Regions from separate parts of the Zea mays genome. Here region 1 is linked to region 2. Evidence: chromatin contacts called from public Hi-C data. All regions are on one chromosome and are shown on one strand. Each heading gives the region's core, a stretch centred on a gene start, on an enhancer-like site or on the middle of the called end of the contact. The rest is flanking DNA. Distances are from core to core; before and after follow the strand shown. Region 1 holds the start of LOC100283419 (DCN1-like protein 4). Region 2 holds the start of LOC100286188.

What was found. Hi-C and Micro-C count contacts between places; a contact is called where the count stands out from the background.
Region 1: a contact with region 2 is called in a Hi-C map of tassel, with 2.8 times the contacts expected there. The contact joins the promoter of LOC100283419 here to the promoter of LOC100286188 in region 2. A contact is called at or near these places in 8 of 25 Hi-C or Micro-C datasets (ear, leaf, root tip and 1 more).

The regions. Positions count from the first base shown.
Region 1 is chr1:217,015,314-217,021,360 of Zm-B73-REFERENCE-NAM-5.0, reverse strand. It overlaps LOC100283419 (DCN1-like protein 4), which reads left to right and starts at 1,384. Exons shown (of 10, transcript NM_001156320.2): 1 at 1,384-1,612; 2 at 2,729-2,809; 3 at 3,312-3,396; 4 at 4,145-4,219; 5 at 4,294-4,330; 6 at 4,445-4,528; 7 at 4,707-4,767; 8 at 4,856-4,962; 9 at 5,057-5,122; 10 at 5,262-5,528. The coding sequence starts at 1,561. The coding sequence ends at 5,357.
Region 2 is chr1:216,881,364-216,887,690 of Zm-B73-REFERENCE-NAM-5.0, reverse strand. It overlaps LOC100286188, which reads left to right and starts at 4,108. Exons shown (of 2, transcript NM_001159076.1): 1 at 4,108-4,599; 2 at 4,692-5,107. The coding sequence starts at 4,237. The coding sequence ends at 4,874. LOC100283687 reads left to right here. Exons shown (of 2, transcript NM_001156588.1): 2 at 1-204. The coding sequence ends at 5.

The DNA of each region.
Region 1 (6,047 bases), core at 135-2,634, 140 kb before region 2:
TTGCCGCGGCGTAGTTCTTGTGCTCTCTGTCATGCTGAATGCTGACACTCAAGCACCTACGCACCAGAGACAACAGGAGCCAACGCTGATTTACAACCATCTACAGACCGTGGAAGCAGAAGGCCCAACAGGCGCTACGCCGACCGAGAATGGGTGCAGTAACCCTGGCCCATGCGGCTTGTAATAGGATATGAGGTACTCCCTCCGTCCCAGGATATAAGGCGTAACCACCTCTGGTTCAAAGACCAAGAAATGCATTTAATTGTCTCTATACCACTGCATCGATATACGTATGCATAGAGAGAGCACGCCTTATATTGTGGGACAAGAATAAAAAGTAGTTACGCCTTATATCCTGGGACGGAGGGAGTAGAAGCGAGAGAGGAATTGAGCTCAGCGAATAACAGAACTGCGGTACTCTCCCTGTAACCTCTCCTTCTTCCTTCTCCCTTACCCAAGTTTGCGGCGGCTGCTAACACGACGACGATGACCAGTGGTGAAGGACAAAATAATAGTAAGATATGGCTGAAGAAGGACAAAAAAGAGAAAAACATGATGTAGCACAAAGGACTTGAACCTGAAACATGTTGATTAAAAATAATATGAACTTACCACTACACTAAACATGATTTTTAGGTATGGCTCAAGCCATAATATTCTATAATGGGTGCTCCGCCACTTACGATGACGTCGCTGGCCCCCGCTGTGGGTACGAATTGGGCACTGACGACGAAGTGGAGGCTGCCGGAAAGACCAGGGAGAGGCAGTGGTACTTCTTCGTGCTGCGCGACCTCAAGGGCGGCAGCTGTGGGCGGCCGATCGAACCGAAGGACGGAGCACAGGTTCTGGAAAGCCATCCGTACCTCTGTCGACGCCGAGTAGCTAGCTGATCGGGCTGAAGAAGACGCTCGTCTTCTACTAGCGCCGTTCCTTGCGCGACGCCAAGACGGACGGGACGGACTGGCCGAGTACGAGTTTCGAGAAAGCAACAACAACATGTATTTTGGTCCAGCCACAACTATTAATCTTGTGTTAAGTTATTCGATGCTATGCGTTCAAAGCATGACCTTATTATAATGTTATTTTTTAATTGACGTATGAAATCCTTTCTTACGGGTTCCATGGCTGTTAAAAAATTTGGGTGCCGGGGATACGAGCGGCAAGGCTTGTATAGAGGACGAAGGGTCGGTGAAAGACCGAAAGGAATGAATAGGTAAGTTGTGTAAGTGATAAACAGTAGGTATTTTTTTAACTCTACGAATCTTATTTTCGGTGCATCTTTGGAAAAAATTAACTAATTATGGAAGTGGATGACAATTTTCTTCTGGCCCCATGGCTATGGTGTGAGTGACACAAATTAAATAGGTGCTATAGTAGAGTGGCAAAAAAATAAAATCGAATGCCCCTCCGTCTTCCTCCCCTTTTGTTCTCCCACAACGAACTCGGGGCTCGCACCCAGAAGGGAGAGAACTCGTCGCGACGAGGAGAGAAGAACCTGAGGTGGTCCCGAATCAGACGCGGAAGAGGGTGGGTTCAGGAGCAAGCCAGCCTGCCGCCACCATGAGGCGCGCCTCGAAGAAATCCTTGTCGTCTGCCGCGACCGCTAGCGCTGGTACCGCCCCCACCGCTGGGCCACTCCCTTCTTCCCTTAGTTCCTTGATCGCGCTCACTAGTTCCCAGGCAGTGCGGATGGGTTCCTGTTTCTCCAGATTGGATGCTGGTGTTATTTCCTCTGGAAGATCTGTGCTGGAGCGCACTCGATTGGTCAATATTTCGATTGTCGAATTCGGTATATGGGAGCTATGCATCGTCTTTTTCGTGATTGGAAGGGTGTGGAGGTTTTTTTTTGGCGATTTGGCGTTGTGGTCGTAAAGAGAAGTGTGTTTGAATCTTGGACTGAATTTGATGTGGAATCTGCTGTGGATTCCTTCATCTGATGATAACAGATTTGTCTTCGTTGTAAAGAGGATGCAATCTGCAGGTCTATTCTTTGCCAACCTAGGTGAATTTTATTTGTATGTGAAGATAAAGAGCAAAAAATTGCACTAATGGCCCAATTTACTGTGTCTCTTGTGATATCTGGACTACGAGTACCATAGATCACTGTTTTAGGTGTGAGTTGTATGCTTTTTTTTTCTCAACTTAAGAACGTATGTGTTAGTTGATATCACTGTGGTAGCCATATAACCTCCTATTGATAGGTTGATAACTGCAGGAAGTTAAATTTCATGATTGAGTCTTACATCTCTCTGTAATTTTGTGTCGTGGTAAGGGACCATCAGAATGGCCTTCTTTCCATAATTATGATTAACCTAATTTGTATTTGATTGCAATTAACACTAGCTCGACATTGTGCTCTCTTTTTTTTGTGTTTCACTTAATTATGCCCCTTATGCTGGCTCCTCTCCCAATTGGCTACTTTTGTTTTTCCCATTGTGCATGGGCATTTAATTAGCTCTCATGATTTTAAAGGGACTTTCTCCATGAATCCTTGAATTCGAGAAGCTTAATCGAGCTCTTATCATGTAAATACAAATTATTTAATTAATTCGACTAATCTACCCATCGGCTGATCTTGTGTATTGGGTAGTTTTAATTTCAATTTTATTTGTACTAGATTTACCATTACAGCATACTGTTTTTCAAATGCATTGGGGTAGGGAATCCTGTGCTCTCTATTTTAGGGTATGAATATATGAATGAATACTAAGCAAACAATTATATTTAGGTGCGGAACAAGTAAATGAAAAACAAAACAGAAAAAGAAAAGGAGTCAGTACAAACCTGACCAGCAGGAAAGCACAACGTGGTGAGCTGCACTGATTTCTTTTCTTCAATTAATTTTCAAATTGCTTGTGCTTATCTGTCCTAGTGTCCTAACAGTGTGCATGTTTGTATTTCTACATGCATGGATTTGTGTGTCCCTACAAAAGATGACCAGATCCATTGTTGTGTTCCTATTTCCATGTTATGTTCTTAGGTTAACCTTAAGCCATTACACAGTGCTATAATGTCTTCTAGCCAAATTGACCCCACAAATACACTGTGCACATGACTAAAAAAATGATATTGCTTTGTTTTATTGTTTGGCAATGGATGTATGGGATCTAATATGATATTTAAAATCTTGGACTGTTATTTCATTTATGTCAAGCTGTTACTTTCTTTCTGCAATCTCTGTTTCTTTCATGAGCTGTCATCTATAAACTGGAATTGTCTAATGTACATATTACTGCCATCAACTTAATTTTGTCATCTATATTTGTGCTTTCTATTTAGCTGTTTGTGAACATTTTCACTATTATTTGCAGGCCCTACTAAAGCAGTTTCCAAGGAAGTAGAACGGATTGATCAATTTTTCTATACTTATGCCGATAACTCATCTGTCATGATTGAGTAAGTTTTTGTCTAGTGATTCTCAATGCTCTGCCACTTTATGTTTGCTGCTCATGAATATCCTTTTTTTATCATATGGGTGATGTGTGGGTTCTTTTTCTCGTTAATGAGCTTAGCTAATAGCTCCGATTTTGTGGCAACCATATTGTTCCAAATGTTTACACTACAGAAACATTGAAATGATTTTTGATATTGTACCATGCACCAAATTTGGCAAATCAAGATAGAGTTTGCATATTTGTTCGCAATTATAAAGTAAACCCAACAGAGAAGCTTTAACTATGATTCTACTGTAGGAAGGGCCACATTGTGGTGTGTACTAAGTTGTCAATCAAGGGCAGTACCCTGTTGGTCAGTTAACTATTGGCTTCGGAGTTCTAGCTGGTAGTACTTCTTGTGTTCATATGATAATTGTATTCAGATCCATCATGCCAACCAGTTGGAGGTGTTGTCTACCAAAGTAGCACATAGTGGTTGTCTTCTATAGGCTCATTTATATAGCAATCTATGTCCTTGATAGATATCACAAGATCGATGTGTTTTTTGCAAGCAATTAGATATGTTGTTTTTTCAAGTCCTATATGCTGTCTGACCTCCCCCCTCCCTCGCCCCCTCATTGCTCACTTCATACAACTGCCTGCCCTTAAAGTTGCATGCAGCCATGCGCTACAGAGTTTGGAGAGGCATGTCTATTATACTAAATTACTAATGCAACCTTACTGGTCGTATTTTTCTCCTGCTGGGACAGCCCAGAAGGCATTGAAACACTCTGTTCTCACCTTGAAGTTCCCCACACCGACGTTAGGATTCTAATGTTAGCATGGTATGTCATCTGTTTTCTGAAATTTCCAATTTTGTTTATTTCTTTCACAAATATCTAACAAATCCTATTTACAGGAAAATGGGCTGTGAGAAGCAAGGTTATTTTACCTTGGTATGCATTGCATACTGTTATTCAAGTGTTCATTTAAGAACTTGTTTTAGTTCTAATAGTAAAGGTTTGTTCTATGCTTTCAAGTGTTGACTAATACATGTTTTATGTTACCAGGATGAATGGAGAGCTGGTTTGAAAGCTCTTCGAGCAGACAGCATCAGTAAACTGAAGAAAGCATTTCCTGAACTGGTTCAAGAGGTGATTCTGTCTCCCCAAATAATATCTTATGTTCAAGTGAGCTATGCATGTCAGATTTAATTTATGGAGTGAAGAATTTACTTTGTAATCAAGAACTTCCATCTAACATTAACTGTTGATATTTTTTTATGTTCAAGTGTAACCTTGCTTACCACTTTCATGTGTTCTATAAATCCAGGTTACAAGGCCGTCAAATTTCCAGGATTTCTACATATATGCATTTCGTTATTGCCTCACAGGTATTGTTGCATGCTATTGTATGTTGTAACTCCAAAGCAAAGTGATTAAGGTGGCTGCTTTTCATAACTAATGATTATGTTTCCTCAGAGGATAAGAAGAAGTGTATAGAAATACCAGTTGCTTGTGAGTTGCTGAATCTAGTATTAGGCTTGCAGTTCCGCCCTCAGGTTGACAAGCTTAGTAATTACCTCAAGGCAATGGATTCTACTTTTTTATGTGGTTCTACTCATCCTTTCTTCATGAAGACTCGGTGCTCAATTGACATGCTATATTTGGACTGTGTTTCAGTACCAAAATGACTACAAGGTGATAAACATGGATCAGTGGATGGGATTTATGCGGTTCTGTAATGAGGTCATGTTTTAAATATTACATATGTTGCAGCATTTCATTTGTTTTAAATTTAAAACAATAGCTCAACCTTGTAATCCTCTTTGCAATATTTAATATTTTTTTATTCTGTCATTGACACTTGGCATTTGCTTTTTCGCAGATAAACTTCCCATCACTTGACAATTATGATTCAGACCTTGCTTGGCCTTTGATTCTAGACAATTTTGTTGAGTGGCTAAGAGAAAATAAAAGCTAGATCTTCTATTCATGTGGTGGTGAAGTTGTCATTCAAAATGTAATATTCAAGAATGTAGGTGACTATATATATCATTGTTTACATTTGTAAGACCATTTTTTGCCCACCTACTTGTATATACTGTCAGTAATGCAAACTTAGGCTCCAATAAACCTACTATTTCACCTCTTATTTTAATCTCCACTCTGTAAATAGTGTACAGTGCAAAACAATATTTTGTACAATCATATGCATGATCTGGTGAGCACGGTCTTACTGAATTATGTGTTTAGTAGCAGTTTTGGCAGCCACCGAGCCACGTTCCATTCCACTTGACTGTTCAAGAGTTTTAGCCTGATTTACAATTATGTCAACTAGTAAAAAACAACTTAAGTTTGCAAGCATGCATAGTATGAACGGGGAATTCTCCTTTTCTTTCTTTCTATGTAGAAATTCTCTATGCTCATTACGATTTGCTATGCTGTAGTTTCTGCACCCTGGAGGATGCCGATTCGGCTTGTTTCCGGTTGCTTCGGTGGAGGCTGCTCCCAGAAAATTTAAAGCCTTCTCATGTCATCTTTTGATTTTGCATATTTTTAAAACTGGAAACGGTCTGCATCTGTCTGTAAAATTTGTATCAGGATGCTATATTTAATGGCCATGTCATGTTAATCAGTCTTGGTAGAGTTTTAAGATCTTGCAAGTTGCAAA
Region 2 (6,327 bases), core at 2,859-5,358:
AGTGAACATTCTAGTCGGGTTAATACTTTGTCCTACAGCACTTGCAGATGCAGCTTTTGATCGCAATCTTGGAACTTTACTAGGCCCCATTTAAATCCTTAGAATTGATTAAGCTCATATTGTTGTATGAGAAATATCACGCCTACATGGAAAACAGGGATCATACTGAACTTATCAGATGACTGAAAAACGTAGTGCCATATCAAAAAAAATTGCATTCTAGTTGTGTTAATACTTTGTCAACTTAAGGGACGACGTAATTTTTTTTAAGTTAAGTTACTGTAGGGAGGGCCTACAATATTTTTATTATTTCTTGGTCAAATATGAATAGCTTACAGTAAACTTACAATATTTTTATTATTTCTTGGTCAAATATGAATAGCTTACAGTAAAGTAAAAGGTGATTACGATACAAAGCACTGAATCCAATTGCTAATTTTATCACCTATCTCTGGCTTAATTTGGTGGCACACGAGAGTCATTTCTTTTTTAAACATTTCTTGACATGCATCCACCGTGGGTGGGGTCTCGTTGAAAATCCAATTATTCCTGCTTTTTCAAATGCACCAGGTCATAATGATGATAGTTTCCATTCTCCATGGTACTTGCCATCTCATTCTAATTCTCAGGAAGGTATTGATTAGATCCGTTGTTCTTGGCGATGTGATGCCTATTAGGAGCTAACATCTTCTAGCAAAGTTGCATCTGAAAAAAAGATGAAGAGCCATCTCTTCGAGCTGGAGGATACAGTTGTCGCAAGTGTAGGAGTCTAGTGGCATAGATCGCTGTCTGAGGAATGAACGAGTATTTAATCTATCTTTAAGCAGTAACTAGAAAAGACCTTGTGTTTAGGCTGACATTTTGTTTTCCACAACCAGGAGAAGATGAGGTGGGTCCACTGGTTGCCAGACATGTGGGTCCACTGGTTGCCAGACATGTGAGTATAGGCCTTCTGTGAGGAAAACAAGCTAGAGGAACCATTGCAGAGCCATTTGCCTCTCTGATCATGTTGCGGAAGATTTGCCAATAAGTCTTGTAAAGCATGAAACTGCTCAAAAGCTTCAACAGACAGAGGAGTGTGGAACATCTCATGCGAGGTTGCCGTTCTTGCTTGGTGAATAGTGATGTCTTTGATGGAAGCGAAAGACCAAAGTTCTGGGAATCTTGCAGACTTGCACATGCCATCCCAGTTGTCATGACACAGAAGTGTTGTTTTTCTATCTCCAATCTCCACCCAAGCTAACTCTTTATAAGATTCTTGAATTTTAAGAATGTCTCTCCACCAGAATGAGCCTAATTAAGGGACGACGTAATTCATGTGTCGAAAGCCTCCAACTAGAGTGTAAATGGTAGATAATTTTCGTACATATCCAATTTCAAATATATTGAGAATTCTATACCCGTTCGTATGCAAGTTCGGTCAGACTCGGATATATCAGTATTTTGTGTTAGTTATATTGTAAGATTGGTCCATACAAATAATTTAAAAAATTGTAAGATCTATAAATAATTAAATTATGTATTATGGTTTAGTGCCATACGAGATTTTGACTCAACGTTAACTCAATTTATATGATTAGACTTTCTATATCCATATGAGGATGTTAAGAAAAGGATAAAGACATCATACTACCGAAATCTAGCTCTTTGTCGAGTGTTCGATGCTTTACCGAGTTCAGTTTATCGGACGTTACTCTCGGCGAACTAAGACTCTTGGCACATACCTTGTTTGCCAAGGGTGGAACAGTCGGCATAGAAAGACACTCGACAAAGGAGTCTTTGCCGAGAGCCAAGCTCTCCGCGAAATGCGACGCTCGACAAAAAGCCGTTAGGAGCCATCTATTGTTGATGGCCGTTAACTTTGACGAGTGTCTTCTCTTGACACTCGACAAACAATATTTATTTTTTTTTCTTTTTTATACCAAACTTTTTGTGGTGTTTTTCTATAGTATATAGACCTACATGGTCAATTTTGGCACAATTATCAAAATGTTTGCTATAACTATTAGATTTAGTTTGTTTAATTAAATTTCATCGGATAATTTAAATTTGAACTGCAAGTCACTCGAAAAATGGAAAATAGTGAATACAAAAATGATATTAATGTTATTTAGCACAAAATACAACATATTTCAGAAGCGGACCGGAATTTTCGAACACCATGCTCACGAAACATGAACAAGAACTTGTGATATATTTGTTTTAAATTTCTATAAAACACAAACAAAGTTAGAAAATCACGAAACTTGTCGACATGTAATAATATCATATGAAGAGGCTGTAATAAAATTTTGACCATGTTTCATGAAAGTTGTCACGTACTATGTATAGAAACCTAGATGTCCTTCAGATGAAATCATAAAACTTCAATGTAGACCGGATATGTTTCTACGTGTCACACTCGATCCAGGATACTCCGTAAAGTATTCTATGCTGAGTGTCAGATCCAGGACACTCGGTAAAGTATATTTTTAATTTAAAATAAATATTAGCCGAGTGTCAGATTGCGGGCACCCGACAAAGAACTTTACATTAACCGAACTGAGCACCCACTCAATCACTCACTTTAACGCGCCGCCTTACCTCGCTGTCGCCGTTGCGCCACCTCGCCGCGCGCCTAGCCGTGCGCCGCCTACACGTGCCTCGCCATCGTTCGCCTAGCGCGCCGCCTCCACACGCCACCGGTGCCGTTGCGCCACCTCGCCGTCGCCCGCCTAGCTCCGACCCTCGTTGCCGACGTCCTGGCCTCCGTGTGCTGAACCACCGTCCTCGGCCCTGGCCATGGCCACCTCGAGCCGCTGCGCCCATGTGCCGAACCGCCATCGCGGCGTCGCCCACCGAGACCACCCTCGCCTCTCCGCCACTGCCACTGCCACTGCCACTCCGAGCCATCATCGTCACCACGATCGCCACCATTAGAGGTTCCCCCACTGCCTGTTTAATTGTAATTTTTTGTTTTGAACTTTTTAAAGCACATGCTATATGATGAGTAATCTAGTGGATGAATCACAATACGTTATATTGCATATTTTTAGTATTAGGTGTGGGATACGTAGTTTGTTAGAAATGTATTGCCATAGTATATGTACATTTTTTGTGATTGTCGGTCATTACGTCGTTAATAAATGTGTGGATGTCAGCCATCGTGCTGTTAGTTTTCTTTGCAAGTTTTGGAAACCTTCCCGCGCGGGGAGGTGCTATGGAAATTTTTTGTTGACAGGCTTGTGTTTATTATTTTTGCAGAGGTCTTCCTAGCCGATGTAGGTCGGCCTGCACCGCGTCACGTCGCCACTGCACCGATCCGCCATAGCCCCGCTAGCCTGACTCCAACGATACCCTAGTTATAACATCTACTTTTGCATCATGGTCGTAGATCACATAAGAGATACAATGTAGATACACAGATCTTTGCATATATATAAATGTATCTGTTTCGAATTGTCCAATTTTTTGAATAGCATGTGGTTTATAGATAGGGTTAGTTTCCATGCTCTACTATGATTGTATTGATAACAGATAAAGAGGACAAAGTGTTCTGGCGGTAAATAAGGCCAGTTTTACTGAGTTCTGTCCTTTATGATGCATTAGCTATTTGATGATTTATCAGGTTAATTTAAAAGATATAAAAAATTTTATTTGGATAAAACCTATTATCATAAAAGCTAATGTGACACTTTTATTATTCGATTTTTAAGGTGGTGTTCTTAGTTTTGTTGGTGTCCTCATTTTTATAATTAGTTATGTTTTTTCTTATTATAGATCAGAAGAGTAAAACTGAGCAAAAAAAATATGACTAAGAGTAAAAACGAGGAACGTGATAAAACTAAAGGTTTTGTGTTACGAAAGTCACCGATAAAAAAAAAAGACTCGAGGCACCTCTCGATAAGTGATTGGAGATCCCTTCATCCGGCCCTTCTCCATTCACCTACAACTTTCCTCCTACAGCACGACGGTTCGCATCGCAGCCCACTGGGCCACGGGCCACGACACTTGCAAAATGAAAACCCGGCCCACATAGTCCGAAATTGAAAACCACAGCCGCGACGCCGACGCGCACCGAACAACAGCTCCGAGAACGTATCGCCCACAATCCTCCACGTCTACCGCAATCTGTCACTATAGCCTGCGCATTCGCATCCGGGCATCCGGCATCCCACCCCACCCACCTCCTTCCTCTTCCCGCCCGCTAAAACCCACGCCACCGCCGCGCGCCGCCGGCAGCGCAAGGGACGCACGATGGCCATGCAGGTGGTGCGCAACCTCGACCTGGAGCGGTACGCGGGGCGGTGGTACGAGATCGCGTGCTTCCCGTCCCGGTTCCAGCCCAAGACGGGCACCAACACGCGCGCCACCTACACGCTGAACCCGGACGGCACTGTGAAGGTGGTGAACGAGACGTGGGCCGACGGGCGCCGCGGCCACATCGAGGGCACGGCCTGGCGCGCCGACCCTGCCAGCGACGAGGCCAAGCTCAAGGTTCGCTTCTACGTGCCGCCCTTCCTCCCCCTCATCCCCGTCACCGGCGACTACTGGGTGCTCCACATCGACGCCGACTACCAGTACGCGCTCGTCGGGCAGCCCTCCAGGAACTACCTCTGGGTGCGTGCGAATTCCTCTCTGGCCTCCGTCCGTCTATCCCTCGCCGAATCGTGCCTGTCTGCCTACCAATCCCCCTGTGTTTGTGTGTGCAGATCCTTTGCAGGCAGCCTCACATGGACGAGTCCGTGTACAAGGAACTGGTGGAGCGTGCCAAGGAGGAAGGGTACGACGTGTCGAAGCTCCGCAAGACGGCGCACCCTGACCCGCCGCCGGAGAGCGAGCAGAGCCCCAGGGACGGCGGGATGTGGTGGGTCAAGTCCATCTTTGGCAAGTAGCCTTGTGGTGGTGGGTGGCAGCGCGGGTGCTGCCGTGCCGAGCAGGCGAGCGCACGCAAGAGATGCCTGTGACCGTCGGTTCCGCGTGTACATTCAGCACTAGCTGGGGATTAAGTTGGTTCGTTGTTGCTGTCGCGATCTGCAAATGGCGAAAAGTGTGCTTGTTTCTTGCCCGTCTGTATTGTATCGAACTTTGAGCGAATGTTTCAGTTTGCTGCATCATTTGTTTGTCATGTGCTGAATTCCCTGCTTGACCGAGTTCGTAGGCAATCCTCCATGTCGTTCTGTTCAGTTGTGGTTAACGCAGCGTGGAAGGAAACTGAAGTTTTACGGAGACGGACACAATTGCCGGCTTTCTCCGCGGTGCCGCTTGGTGGCAGCGGCCAGCGGGCAGGGAGCGTGGCACGGCGTGCTCAGCGCGAGCCGAGAAGCCGGGACCGCCGAGGGCGCACGCGACGTGTGAGGGGCACTCCATGACATTCAACAATTCGGTATCCAAATTCCCGAGGGCGCACGCGACGTGTGAGGGGCAGCTCCATGACATTCAACAATTCGGTATCAAAATTCTTATTCACATAGGTACGTGCCCGTGCGTTGCAACGACATTCAGAATATTTGGCAAAATATTAGTGCACAACAATTATATAGTATTGTAATGTGATACTTCTAGGAGATAATTCAAAACCTTGGATAACTTAAGGCCAATAAATAAGTCAAAGGAATAACAAATAAGTTGGAAAATTTGGAAAGTCAAAGTACTCCACATACATGGTAAAAGAATGTTTAATGTAACGGTGAAAGCTACTTCATCTTCTGGAAATGTATGATGCCCCAATAAACTTTGGAATATAAGAGATTTGCACAACGTCAGCATCCTAAAAATTACACCACAAAACACATGCAAAGAAGCAAATGAGCTAAAATCTAGAATTGATCAACTAAAAATCATGGCTCAGAATAAATTAAAGACAATTACTGCTGGTGCTGGGAAGAATGTGTTTACGTGCTACAAGGGGAAGAAATGCTTAGTTAAGGTATGTCACTATATGCAAGTATATGCTCAGGATGGACAACCAGTGTTTCCTTATTTCCTGCATAGTTTAGGGCCACACATTTCAATTATAGCGGATAGTGTTTATGGCGATAATCCAATGATACACATATAAAATAGATAATACCTTTGATTTGACAACGCCCAAGGTCCCATAAGTATCTCTAACATTGTCAATACAATTTAGAGCAACCTTCAATAGATCAGGCACGCAAGCCTGAACATGGGATGACAAGTTCATGAAAATGTCAACAGTCACATTTGGAGCCTGAGTGTTCATATGAAGGAAGGGCAACCTAATAATTTCCCTGAAAGCATCTACAGTCTGTCTAGCTCGAGCTAGCTTATAAATATGGAGAATAGCTTCAAGCTGTCTCAGCATAATTTGGTGCTCAGAAATGA